Regions from separate parts of the Sus scrofa genome. Here region 1 is linked to region 2. Evidence: chromatin contacts called from public HiChIP or PLAC-seq data. All regions are on one chromosome and are shown on one strand. The core of a region is the stretch at or near the end of the contact, and the rest is flanking DNA. Distances in the headings are between cores, read along the strand shown. Region 1 holds the start of MRPL51 (39S ribosomal protein L51, mitochondrial). Region 2 holds the start of CD9 (CD9 molecule).

Region 1 (4,051 bases), core at 1,173-3,672, 290 kb before region 2:
TTGCTTGATAATTAACCAACCCTACTTGTTGTAGGAGATCATAAACAAAGTAGATTACTATTCAGATGAGGAAACCAAGGCACAGAGAGAGTAAGTAACTGCCCAAAGTCAAAGTAGTGGAGACAGGATTCAAATCCAGGAGGCAGTCTGGCTCCACAGGCTTAATCTCTACTCTCTGTAACTCTCCAAAGCAATCTACCTGACACAAGACACTTCCAATAAGTACAATAACATTATGGATGAGGCCTTGTTGATGATGCATGAACTGCTGAGTCATCTATAGGTTTCAATAGGTAACTGCACTGTACATATATCACACAGTGCTGCAACCGTGCACATATTCTTTTTTCCACTATTGTATGCTCTTGGAAATGTGATCTAGACTCTAAAAGTATTACCTGGGCACATCCCAGACATTCTGAAAAAGCTATCTTCTCCTACAACTCTTAAAACTGCCAGGACTTTATTTTGACATATGGTTAAGAAGCAAAAATCTAAAACAAAAACTTCCCCAAAGAGTAACCATATACACCCAGACTGTTGATTGAATTATCTAGAGAAGGTGGTTAATGAAAATACTCTTCGTGTAACAAAATACTAGGGAAAAAAAAACAATAAGAGGAAAGACATGTTCCTTGCCCTCATGGAGCTTAGCGGTGTAGTGGAACAGACAGATGATATAACTACATGTGGGTGGCTGTTTTGAAGTGCTAGGCACAAGGGCAGCTGTGGCGTCTTACCTTTAAGGTGTGATGGAAGATGTCTGATGGACAGTACCTCCTGCACCACATACTGATTCACCCCTCCACTTTTCAACAACTCTTCTGGGGATAAGGGCAGATGGAACTCATACAGCTGGGGGGACATATTTCTCCCAATGGCTCACAGTGCTGGAAGCCAAACAGCAAATCAGTCTATATCTAAAGGTTGTCTTTTCATTCGGTTCTATTACTTCTCTCCTCAAACATATGCTTTTTAGTCTTACATCAAGCTAATAACATTATCTTAGGGAGTGTGAGATTAACCCGGACTAGAATGTAATTCTAGTTGTGACTCTGACACTTGGTCATGTCACTTAACCCTGGGCCTCATCTGTCAAACAGGATTACTAATCTATGATTACTTTATAAAGTTGCTCTGGGAATCAAATGGGTCAAGAAGTATGAAAGTATTTTAAAAACTGTAAAATGGCATATCAATGTTCTTTCTGTTTCTATGGGCAAAACTTAGGTATAGAGAGAATGCCTCATCAGAGGCTAGAACAGTGGCCCAGTAGGGCTTAATGTGTTTCCTGTTTGCAGAAAGAGAACATTTGCAGTATTTGTTTACTCTGTGCCAGGTTCTGTTAGGCTATTTGAACGTCATACCTTATCTAACCCTCCAAATGCCAACCTCATGGAGTGCATAATACTACTGTTCCACTTACAGATCAGGAAATTGAGGCTCTGAAAGATTAAGCAATTTGCTCAAATTCCACTGCGGATCTGTGAGACTGTGTTACCACGCCGTACCACAGGGACGCACCAATACACCTCCCAGCCTGATGCCGCATCATACCGCCCGGTTCCCGATTTTCCCGGCCTCTCCTTCCCCGCTCGCCCTGAACACCACACCTTTTAAGAGAACTTCACCTGCAGTTCCTCTGGGTCCGGTTGTGGGGCTGAAGTGAAGGAAAAACCATGAAGGGCACAACACGCACCAATCAGCTAGGCAGCACTCCCACGGGCAGAGAAACCGGCCAATACCTGCCAGGCGGAGGCAAAAACCCGCCTCGGAGCCGGGGACCGCGCCGGCAAAGCCGCGAACCTGGAATTCAAATCTCAACGGCCGGAAGTGGGCCAATCAGGACACTAGCTGTAGGGACCAACCAATCATAACGCAGGAGCCGCTGAAACGGAGGAGGGCGGGACCTAGATTCTGGCTCCCGCCCCCTCACCTCGCCGCCACCTCAGTCCCTACAAGGTCCTCCTTTTACTCCGTCGGTGGAGAGGAGGCCTTCGTGGTGCCTGCAGGAGATGCCGCGTTTCTAGCTGGGCGGTGGCCGTGCCCCTGGGACACTGACACACTCAGTCACCCCCCAGTACTGGAGGCAAGTTCAGGCCGGCAGTTAGAAGACCTAGGCTCTAGTCCGGGTTCCGCCATCTCCTCTGCCAGGTGACGTCAGCAGGTCGTTTCACTCCCTCAGCCTCGGATTTCCTCCCCTGTCGAATAAGGGGAATAAAAACAGCTACAGCGCAAAACTGCTGTGGGGCACAGAGAAAGGAAGCTCTGGGTTCCTCCCGGTTCTGGACCTTCATCTCCCTCAGTTGAGGGAAGCCCAAAGAAACAGGAAAGGGTGAATTTTCTTGAAATTCAGTTTTGGGGCGACCTAGACAACGACACGGGCCCCTCAGCTCTTCTGGCAATCCAGAACTTCCGGTGGGCAGACCGGAAACGCCTCTGCGGGGCAGGGCTACAAGGCCCCTCTGCCCCGGAACCTGGAGGGCGGGGCTCGCCGCTGGGGAAGGCGGGGCCAAGCGGGGCCCGGCAAGTCTGGCGCCCTGAGCTACCTGGGTAAAGCCCAAGATGGCTGCGTCCATGTAATACCAATGTGAACCCAGTGGGGACGGTTCTTATCTCCTCGAAGGCCACATCTGGCCCTCCCTCCTGTGCTCCTGCAGAGGGCTGTTGTAGCAGAGAGACGAGGGCAATGGCAGGGAGCCTTTCTTGGGTGACAGGCAGGGGCCTGTGGGGCCGGTTGCCCTTGACCTGTAGAAGCTTCTCTCTGGGTAAGTGCTTCATGCAGTAAGACGCCTCGAGAACTGTTTCTCAGTAAGCGGCTCAGATTCATTCCTTTTCTTCCCCTTCCTTAGGTATTCCTAGATTGTTCCATGTAAGGGTCACTCTCCCGCCTCGCAAAGTGGTTGATCGTTGGAACGAGAAGAGGGCCATGTTCGGGGTGTATGACAATATCGGGATCCTGGGTAAGACTTGACTCCTTGGTGCAGAATTCCAGAACAGAAGTTATGTCGTAACGACTATAATTTTTCACCTGTGTAGAAATGATACCATGTTCAATAGTAAGAACAAACATTTATGTGGCTATTTACGTTGTGTTGGGCACTGTTATGTGTGTCCTGCATGCATTAACACATTTAATCTTTATAATCTTTTCACTTTAAAGGTGAGGAAACTGAGGCACAGAGATAACCTAGTTTTCCCAAAGCTAGTCAATGGCAGTGCCAGAATTTGACCCCAAGCAGCGAGGCTACAGAGTCTGTGGTCTTGATCCTGTAGCATAATGTGTCTTTTTTTTTTTTTTCCCTGCGATTTTTTGGGCCGCTCCTGCGGCATATGGAGGTTCCCAGGCTAGGGGTCTAATCGGAGCTGTAGCCAGAGCTGTAGCCGCCGGCCTACGCCAGGGCTACAGCAACGCAGGATCCAAGCCGTGTCTGCAACCTACACCACAGCTCACAGCAACGCCGGATCCTTAACCCACTGAGCAAGGCCAGGGATCTAAGGCGCAACCTCTTGGTTCCTAGTCGGATTCGTTAACCACTGAGCCACAACGGGAACTCCTAATGTGTCTTGTCTATAGGTGCTGCTCAGGTAGATGCAACTCTGTTGAAGGCTTAGCTAGTGGAGACTAGGTTCTTTCTCCTCTTGGAACTAACATGTTATCTCACATTACATAGGAAACTTTGAAAAACACCCCAAAGAACTGATCAAGGGCCCCATATGGCTTCGAGGCTGGAAGGGGAATGAATTACAGCGTTGTATCCGAAAGAAGAGAATGGTTGGAAATCGGATGTTCATTGATGACCTGCACAATCTTAACAAACGCATCAGCTATCTCTACAAACACTTTAACCGACATGGAAAGTACCGGTAGAAGAGAAAGCTAGGAACTGTGGAGGAGGCATATCTACCACCCAGGAGAAGGAGGAAGTACTTTTCCTTATGAGGAAAGAGATTTGTATGCCCGCAGTAATAAAATGGGACTTCTTTGGAATGTGTTATCCATATGCGTTATTTTCCTTTAGATGCTGCTTTTACTCATTCAGGAGACTAG
Region 2 (4,016 bases), core at 1,139-3,638:
CTGATTGGAGTCAGGTAGCTGCTGCTTAGCCCGCTACATCACTTGTTACCAGGTGCCCTTGTAGTTTTTGTGATGGAGACAGAAGAGGAGAGGTCCCCTTCAGGGATGAGGGGGTCGTGGTATTGGCTGGATTCCCATGATGCTGGGCAGACCTGCCCCTCTCTGGTTCCTTCTTCCTCATGGTGAATAAGAGGGCTGGACTGGACGATTGCGCAAGTCATTCTAATTCTAAACCCAACCGTTTAGGTAGTCATTTCTGTTTCAGATGGCATGGCCCATGGGCGGCACCAAGCCCAGGCAGAGACGGCTCTGGATACCAATGGGAGTGGCAGGCCGGCAATCAGGGAAGGCTGAGCAGATACCGGGAGTGGCCCAGGGCTCCGGCAGGTGCCAGGGGCAGATAGGGGTATGGTGGCACCTTGGTTGTTGGTGGTTTCCCCCGCTCCACATCTTCATGCAGCCTCGGCAGAGAGCTGAGGAGCAACCCAGAGATTGGCAAGGGAGAGATAGCGCTAGGGAGGGGAGAGGAGAACTTAAAGGACAAGGGTGGGGTGGGGCGGGGCCAGTCCGCCTTCAACATTCTTTTCTGGTGCCAGGGGTTGGGGAGAGGAGGAAGCTAAGGCTGGCAGCTAGCTGGCTGGCTGCTGGGGCTGGGGGGAACATCAGGAGGGGGGGTGCCCACCCCAGCAGGGTCTCCCTAAAGCTGGGCTGGGGACACCTATATTCCATCCTCACGAGGGCAGGCTTTTCAGGGCCACACCTGCGGCATAGGGAAGCTCCCTGGGCTAGGTGTTGAATCAGAGCTGTAGCCGCCAGTCTACACCACAGCCACAGCCACGCCAGATCTGAGCTACATCTGGGACCTACCTCACATCTCATGGCAAAGCCTCTGAGCCATGATAGGAACTCCTTTTTGGGGGGGAGGGGTGATTCTTGAAGGGCAGGTCAATCTCTGTCCGCTCCAGGGAGGATTAAATCTCGGGAGATTTTCCTTGGGGTTCATGGGGAAACCAGCTCCGAGGGAATAACTACATTTTTGTTAGAAGCCTCTGGTTGCATGTCCCTGCTTCTACAGCCGTCTCTCTTAAGAGTGGAACAGGGCCTGCCTTTCCAAATGCCCTCCTGACCACAGAGAAGCAAAGACTGTTCATCTGTGAGCAGGGGAGGTGGCCCGGGGATATAAAATCCTGGATTCCTTGCTTCTCTCTCTGGATGGTTCCTTAATACCTCAAGGTTACGTGTGGCAGGGACACTCCCCTTTTCTGCGGCCAGCCTCAGACTTCCCATTTGCAGAGAGGCTGGGAGTGGCTGGCAGCGAGACTTCTGAAGCTCCCTGGCCTGGGTCCTCCCCAGGTGACTGTCCACTCCCTGTGGCCCCGCCTGGCTGCTGGGTTGGAAGGACTGAGGCGGGCTCCTGATCTCTCCCGGAAATAGAGAAACACAGGACTCATCCCACAAAAGGTGCCCATCCGCTTCTACCTCACCTCTGCCCAGTTCTCCCCCGGTTCTCTCCAGTTCAGATACTTATCGCCCTTGGAAAAAAATCAAGACAAGCTAGTCTTGCAGGTAGTTTCGAGGGAAGCTCAGACTTTTTCTGGGTGACTCAGAAAGAGCCTGAGAGAATGGGGGCCTGAAGGTTCCTTCTCGAGATAGGAGGGGGGGATCCCAACTATCATCCAGGGACGGGGCCCGGGGGCGCGCACACACTCGCAGCCGGCGCGCCCCTTCCTCTCCAGCGTAAAGGCACCAACAACTCTTGGTTGGGCTCCCTCGGCGCCACCAAAGTCCCTAGGAGCGTCCGCATCCTTCCCTCCTCGCGGCCCCGGCCACTCCGCGGACCCCGCCCGGATGACAAGCTACACTACCCGTCACAATCCCCCTTGGCCAGGGCCTTGAGTCCCCAGCACAGGGATTCTCCGTTTCTCCCTCCTGCATTCGGAGGGACTCAGGGTAGGAGCAAACACAAATCTTCCCCCTGCCACCCCAGCTCACTACGGCCCGCGCCCCCTTCCCGCTCCGCTTCCGCCGAGCCCCGGACCAACGCGCCCGCCCCGCCCGTCTCCGCCCGGGCCAAGCAGCCCGCGGGCGGCCGCAGTGCCCTCTCTCCTCCCCCAAGAAGTCTTCCCCGCGCGGGCGGTGCCAGTTGCCGGCAACCCCCAAGGCGGACGGGGTGCCCGGGACGGACAGGTGGCCCCGAAGACGAGCGCGCGGCAGTAGCCGCTCACTCACCCAGAAGATGAAGTTAAATCCGAAGAGCAAGTATTTGATACACTTAGTGCCTCCTTTGACCGGCATGGTGCGGGCTAGACTGGCCTGGGCCGGACGGGTGCGGGACGAGGGCGCTTGCGGCCGAGACACACGGGACTGGGCTGCGGAGCGAAGTGCGGGCGGCTGCGGGCGGGCCTCCGGGCTGCACTTTTAAAAGGTGCCACTCCTCGGCCGCGCGTCGCAGTGTTGCGCAAGGGCCGGGCCCCGCCCCCGCCCCCGCCCCGCCCCGGCCCACCTGCCCCGCCCCGCCCAGGGCCCCGGGCCCGGGGCCCTTCCGCCTCAGGCTCTCTCCCCGAGTTACCCGGACCTGACTTCCCGCCATCCTCCCCCTTTCCTTTAACCGTCTTGAAGTCTTTCCAGGCCGTCATCCCTGCCCAGCTTTCATCCCGGAGTTATGCGGTGGCCTCGCCCTTCCAGTTCTCACCTGGATTCCAAGCGTCCCCAGCCCTCTACTTTGGGAGACTTTCCCCAGGTGGTGGGTGCAGAGACCCCTTACTCAAAGCCCGCTGCCCTCCAATGAGGGCTCCCTTTGCTTTGGTCTCCATTTGAAGGAAAGCTGCCTGGCTTTATTTCTCCCTGGGGCGGCTCCTTGCAAACCTTCACTCTTGGAGCAAACTCTTATTCAGCACTCAGGCGGAGTAGGAGGAATTAGAAGCTTGGAGTCCAGGCGGGAAGATCGGTGGAAGGCTTATGGGAGTAATTCTTAAATACCATCACTGAAAAGTAATATGTTTGAGGGCTGGGCAGTCTGGGAGTGTTTCCTGCATTTGCAGTTCAGCTGCTCAAAGGAGAAGAGAAAGTCTGTAGCCTGGCTTCTGTTCGTGCCTTTGCTCCACATCACCCTCTCTCTTGCCTTTTAATTCTGCCCGCTGCCACCTCTTGGTTGCTCCAGTGCCAGAGTTCTGAGGGTGTTTCTCCTCTGCTCAAAAACGTTCTGCAAATAACAAATGTTGGTGAGGATGTGGAGAGAAGGATACCCTTGAGCATTGTTGGTGGGGATGTGAATTGGCGCAGCCACTGTGGAAAACAATAAGGCGATCCCTTCAAAAAATTAAAAATAGCGGAGTTCCTCTTGTGGCTCAGCAGTAATGAATCCAAGTAGTATCCATAAGGATGTGGATTCGATCCTTGGTCTTGCTCAGTAGGTTAAGGATCTGGCATTGCTGTGGCTGTGATTTGACCCCTAGCCTGGGAACTTCCATATGCCATGGGTGCAGCCCTAAAACAACAAACAAACAAACAAAAAGAAGATGTGTTAACATACATACAGTGGAATATTGCTCAGCCATAAAAAAGAATGGGATCTTGCCATTTGGCACAACATGGATGGACTTAGAAGGTATTATGCTAAGTGAAATAAATTAGAGAAAGACAAACACTGTATGATTTCACTTATATGTGGATTCTAAAAACCAAAACAAACAAATATAACTAAACAGAGTCATAGATACAGAGAACAAACAGGTGGTTGGCAGAGTCGAGGGAGGTAGGGGGAGGAGAGAGGTATAAACTTCCAGCTACAAAATAAATGAGTCATGGGTAAGGAAATGTACAGTGTGAGGAATATAGTCAATAATTATATAATGTCGTTGTATGGTGACAAATGGTAGCTATCGTGGTGATCCTTTTGACATGTGTAGAAATATTGAATCACTATGGGATGTGTCAGGAACAAACAGAGTGTTGCAGGTCACTTATACTTCACAAACTAGTAAATTCATAGAAAAAGAGATCAGATTTGTGGTTAT

What was found. HiChIP or PLAC-seq counts read pairs in DNA pulled down with a chosen protein or histone mark.
Region 1: a contact with region 2 is called in an H3K27ac HiChIP or PLAC-seq map of alveolar macrophages. The contact joins the promoter of MRPL51 here to the promoter of CD9 in region 2. A contact is called at or near these places in 1 of 47 Hi-C or Micro-C datasets (mesenteric adipose tissue) and 2 of 2 datasets of contacts at active chromatin or transcription factors (alveolar macrophages and skeletal muscle).

Annotation. Positions count from the first base shown.
Region 1 is chr5:64,164,996-64,169,046 of Sscrofa11.1, forward strand. MRPL51 (39S ribosomal protein L51, mitochondrial) reads left to right here and starts at 2,423. Exons shown (of 3, transcript XM_021092433.1): 1 at 2,423-2,768; 2 at 2,853-2,963; 3 at 3,675-3,991. The coding sequence starts at 2,690. The coding sequence ends at 3,871. NCAPD2 (condensin complex subunit 1) reads right to left here and starts at 2,415. Exons shown (of 32, transcript XM_021092430.1): 1 at 1,632-2,415; 2 at 741-890. The coding sequence starts at 867.
Region 2 is chr5:64,457,395-64,461,410 of Sscrofa11.1, forward strand. It overlaps CD9 (CD9 molecule), which reads right to left and starts at 2,389. Exons shown (of 8, transcript NM_214006.1): 1 at 2,230-2,389. The coding sequence starts at 2,295.